2 separate regions of the Sus scrofa genome follow, and region 1 is linked to region 2. Evidence: chromatin contacts called from public HiChIP or PLAC-seq data. All regions are on one chromosome and are shown on one strand. Each heading gives the region's core, a stretch centred on a gene start, on an enhancer-like site or on the middle of the called end of the contact. The rest is flanking DNA. Distances are from core to core; before and after follow the strand shown. Region 1 overlaps LOC110256931 (a long non-coding RNA gene). Region 2 overlaps LOC110256931 (a long non-coding RNA gene).

Region 1 (2,700 bases), core at 101-2,600, 78 kb after region 2:
AAATGGTTAAAAGACCTATATATAAGACATGACACCATAAAACTCCTAGAATAGAACACAGGAAAAACAGTCTCAGACATAAACATACCAATGTTTTTCTTAGGTCAGTCTCATAAGGCCGTAGAAATAAAAGCAAAAATAAACAAATAGGACCTGATCACATTTTAAATTTTTTGCAAAGCAAAGGAAACCATCAACAAAACAAAAAGACAACATGCAGATTGGGAGAAAACATTCACAAACAAAGCCACAAGAGCTTATTTTCCAAAATACACAGTTTATACAATTCAGTATCAAAAACCCACACAACCCAATCAAATATGGGCAGAAGACCTAAACAGACATTTCTCCAAGGAAGACATGGCCAACAGACACATGAAAAGATGCTCAACATCACTAAATTTAAAGAGAAATGCAAATCAAAACTACAATGAGAGAGTTCCCACTGTGGCACAATGAGATCAGCAGCGTCTTGGAAGCACTGGGATACAGGTTTGATCCCCTGCCTGACACACAGGGTTAAGGATCCAGTGTTGCTGCAGCTGTGGCTTAGGTGTGACTGCTGCTCGGATCTGATCCCTGGCCAAGGAATTCCATATGTGATATGCTGCAGGGCGGCCAAAAATGAAAACAAACAAACAAAAACACAATGAGGTATCACCTCACACTGGCCAGAATGGCTATCATTTTAAAAATATACAAATAATAAATGCTGAAGAGGATGTGGAGAAAAGGGAACCTTCCTACACTGTTGGTGGGAATGTAATTTGTGCAGCCACCATGAAAAATAGTAATAAACTATAAATAGTAATAAACTAAAAATAGAAATACCATATGACTCAACAACCCCTTACTCCTGGACATATATTCAGAAAAGATGAAAACTCTTAATTCAGAAAGATATATGCCTGAGTTCCCATTATGACTCAGCAGTAATGAACCTGACTAGTCTCCATGAGGATGCACATTTGATCCCTGACCCTGCTCAGTGGGTTAAGGATGAGCCGAGGTGTAAGTCACAGATCTGCTGTGGCTGTGGCTGTGGCTGTGGTGTAGGCTGGCACCTACAGCTTCAACTGGACCCCTAGCCCAAGAACTTCCATATATTGCAGGTGCTGCCCTAAAAAAAAAAAGAAGATTCATGCAGTGCAATGTTTACAGCAGCACTATTTACAACAGCCAAGACATAGGAGTTCCTGTCATGGCTCAGAGGTAATGAATACAACTAGCATCTATGAGGACTCAGAGTCGATTCCTGGCCCCCTGTTCAGTGGGTTAAGGATCCACTGTTGCTGTGAACTGTGATGTTGGTCGCAGACATGGCTTGGATCCCATGTTGCTATGGGCTACGGTGCAGACCAGCCCCGTCAGCTCTGACTCAACCCCAGCCTGGGAACCTCCACATGCCATGGGTGCGGCCCTAAAAAAAAAAAAAAAAAAACAAACTACAATAGCCAAGACATGGAAAGAATCCAAGTGCCCATCAACAGATGATTGGCTTAAGATGTCATATATATATACATGCCCCTGGCCTTGCTCAGTAGGTTAAGGATCTAGCATTACCGTGATCTGTGGTGTAGGCTGCAGATGCTGCTCATATCCTGTATTGCTGTGGCTGTGGTGTAGGCCATATATATATATATATGTACACACACACACACACATATATACACTCAAGAATATTACTCAGCCACAAGAATGAAATATTGCCATTTGCAACAACATGGGTGGATCTAGAGATTATCATTCTAAGAGAGGTAAGACAAAGACAAATATTATATGATATCACTTATATGTGGACTTTTTAAAATAATACAAATGAATCTATACACAAAACAGAAACACAGACATAGAAAACAAACTTATGGTTACTAAAGGGGAAAGGAGAGGGGAAGGGATAAATTAGGAGTATGGGAGTAACAGATATAAACTACTATACATAAAATAGATAAGCATCAAGGATTTACTGTATAGCACAGAGAACTAATTCAGTATCTTATGATAACCATTAATGGAAAATAATCTCAGAGTTCCCATTGTGGTACAACAGAAACAAATCTGACTAGCATCCATGAGAATGAAGGTTTGATCCCTGGCCTTGCTCAGTAGGTTAAGGATCTAGCATTACCGTGATCTATGGTGTAGGCTGCAGATGCTGCTCATATCCTGCATTGCTGTGGCTGTGGTGTAGGCCAGCATCTATAGCTCCGATTCAACCCTAGCCTGGGAACTTCCATATGCTATTGGTGCAGCCCTAAAAGAAAAAAAAAAGAAAATAATCTGAAAAACTATATATATGTAACTGAACTACTTTGCTGTATACCTATAACTAACACAATTTTCCAAATCAGCTATACTTCAGTTTTTTAAAACCCTATATATATTTTATATATATACATACATATTTTTATGTGTGTATATATATATTTGTCTTTTTAGGGTTGCACTAGCAGCATATGGAGGTTCCCAGGCTAGGGGTCGAATCTGAGCTACAGCTGCCAGCCTACACCACAGCCACAGTAACGTGGGATCCCAGCCGCATCTGCGACCTACACCCCAGCTCACAGAAAAGCTGGATACTTAATCCACTGAGCAAGACGCCAGGGATCCAACCTGCGTTCCCATATATGCTAGTCAGATTTGCTTCTGCTGAGCCACGATGGAACTCTTGTTTAATATATTTTAATCTTGGTAATCTTC
Region 2 (2,700 bases), core at 197-2,696:
ACCCTTTTCATCCAATGCTAATTTTAACTTCCTTGATTGTAAAACACTAAATGCAAAACAAAAAATTACTACAGAAATATGTTAATACTTTGTTGTAAACTATTCAGTTAGGGCAATAAAGTTCTGATTAAGAAAAAACAAACAAGCAAAGAGCTACAAATCAGAGACAGCTAAAATGCTCCCTTAGGACAATGAATGAACAAGCCATAAACATCTGTGGACTCAACAATGATGATAAAACCTTTAAAAAATACAATAAAAGTTCTCTCTGGACCCTGAAAAATGTTAAATTTAACAAATGAACCAGTTTCCAAAAAAATTTTAAAACACAAGATTATATACATCGTTTACATTTCTGATAATTACTGCTTCTAATGAACAATTAAAACAGGGTTAAAAAAGCAGATTCATTGAGTACATAATTTACTCAATTTTTTACTCCTTTCATTTAAAAGGAGTTTTCAAAAATGCCATAACATTTCGTTCCTATAATGCAGATTTTACTAATTAGAATTTTCTAACAATGTAGATCAAGGCCTTGAATAAAGTTCTTCTTTAAGTAACATGTTTCCTTATATACAGTAGAAATAAATGTTTTAAATAAAATTAAAGAGGAAAAGAAGATAGTTCAGAGAACTATCCTTTTCAACAACTCTTTACATTTGGATGACTCCTTATGAATCACTTAAATATCAATGAAAAATTTAAGAAAGAAGCTTAATAATCCTTTCAAAGCTGTTTTCATAGTCTTTCCTTAATATGTGATTACAGTCTCAAGTAATTTTATTTTTATAATTTTCTTTCTAACATGGAGTTGCCTTAAATGTTTTGTGTCATATTTTAGAAAGAACAAAAAGTGAAAAAGATGATGTTCGGATTATGATTCGCACTGAAATGTTAATATAATTAGGCATACAATTTCAGTTATAAATTAAGTTTAATTTTCATTTTAAACCTTTAAAAAGCATTTAAAGAGGTATTTAAACAACTACAGTGTGAGAGGTGATTCATTAAAATGTAAACATTCAATTGGCTGTTGAAAGAAAAACAATTTAAAATTATAAATATTTTCGGAGTTCCCACTCGTGGCTCAGTGGTCATGAACCCAACTAGTATCCATGAGAAAATGGATTTGACCCCTGGCCTTGTTCAGTGGGTTAAGGATCTGGTGCTGCTGTGAGCTGTGGTGTAGGTGGCAAATGCGGCTTGGATCCTGCATTGCTGTGGTTGTGGCGTAGGTTGGCAGCTGCAGCTCTGATTTGAACCCTAGCCTGGGAACTTCTATATGCCACACTTGCAGCTCAAAAAGAAAAAAAAAATTATATTTTCTAACTTAATTTTCATTCTCAGAGAAAACAAATAGCTGTAAAAGCATAATTATCATTTTGGTCTTACTGTGATCAGTGCGGTCAATCTTGTGACATCACTGTTGAGAAATCTGCAGAAGGAAAAGAGAAATAGCATTCAGCTGAATCATACTTAAGTAATTTCGTAAACTAAAAAGTCTGTCTAGAATATGTGTCTTTCTTGATGCCATAAGTCGTATTTTAATTAATCTAAAATTGTCAGGAAAAGTAGAATTGGAATGGCACAAAAAAGCATAAAACCCCTGGAGTTTATTTACAGGTTGTTATTTACTATGGTATGGTAAATTATATAAGCAACACCCCAGGGCTAACGTAACATTTTAGTAAATAAATTAAAGGATGTTTGGGCTAGTTTTATTTGTTTTCAAATATTTACTAACAAGGAAATCACAGTCTTAAATATATTACAAACAACAGATACCCAGGTACTGTATATAGGTACCCATTTCTTTATGATTAGATTAGCAGTTCAGCCTCTGGCCAGAAGATGATCTACTCATTACTAATTTACAGGAGAAACTGCTTCGTGTTAATCCTTACGAACAGTGGCGAAATTATTAAAGATTGAAAATATCATTACAAAGGAACTATAAACCCAGGGAAAGTTATAAGTTAAACTGCTTCCTAACTATATATGGCTTAGAGTTCTTATCTCTGTCAAATCCAAGCTTTTAGAAATTTCTTAATTAACAAGGTATGGCTTAATTTAAGGTAAGTTTTCAAGTGTTTAGTGTTAAAAAGTAACATGATGTTAACGCGTTTTAAGATTCATAATATGCTTTCATGCATAATTTCATCAGATCCATATAACAATTCAAAGAACCGGGAAAGTGGTATTTCTTATTATATACTCGGGGAAAATAGATGTTGCAGAGGATACTTGACTTGTTCAAGCACAGAGAACTGAGTTTTCCTTGGTTCCTTCTTTATCTCACACCTCCCAACCCATTCTGCTAATCATCCATCCTCATTCTGTCCTTAATTCAAAAGAAGTTATTACTGCTTTTTAATTCATTAGTTCAAGATATTGTTCTCCTATATATATGTCTATTCTAGTGTCCCTTCTAGTCTTAACTCAGTGACAAATATTAGCTCACAATACTCCCTTCCTAAAAACTGTCCAATGACTTTTCCATCACTTAGAATAAAGTTCACAGAGTTCTGTCAGGGCGCAGCGAAAATGAATCTGACTAGGAACCATGAGGTTTCGGGTTTGATCCCTGGCCTTGCTCAGAGGCTTAAGGATTCGGTGTTGCCGTGAACTGTGGTGTAGGTCGCAGACGCAGCTTGGATCTGGTGTTGCTGTGGCTGTGGTGTAGGCCGGCAGCTACAG

The links. HiChIP or PLAC-seq counts read pairs in DNA pulled down with a chosen protein or histone mark.
Region 1: a contact with region 2 is called in an H3K27ac HiChIP or PLAC-seq map of alveolar macrophages. The contact joins two enhancer-like sites. A contact is called at or near these places in 2 of 47 Hi-C or Micro-C datasets (embryonic fibroblasts and epiblast stem cells) and 1 of 2 datasets of contacts at active chromatin or transcription factors (alveolar macrophages).

The regions. Positions count from the first base shown.
Region 1 is chr15:66,554,106-66,556,805 of Sscrofa11.1, forward strand. All of the region lies in intron 4 of LOC110256931 (a long non-coding RNA gene), which reads right to left. Among named protein-coding and RNA genes, the nearest start is that of MARCH7, 94 kb to the right of the region's middle. Within about 2 kb of position 1,351, at least 7 of the 83 cell types and tissues checked have an H3K27ac peak or open chromatin away from gene starts, as enhancers often do. A contact at or near this core is called in alveolar macrophages, where this site is marked.
Region 2 is chr15:66,476,270-66,478,969 of Sscrofa11.1, forward strand. It overlaps LOC110256931 (a long non-coding RNA gene), which reads right to left. Exons shown (of 5, transcript XR_002339014.1): 5 at 1,391-1,438. Among named protein-coding and RNA genes, the nearest start is that of BAZ2B, 66 kb to the left of the region's middle. Within about 2 kb of position 1,447, at least 8 of the 83 cell types and tissues checked have an H3K27ac peak or open chromatin away from gene starts, as enhancers often do. A contact at or near this core is called in alveolar macrophages, where this site is marked.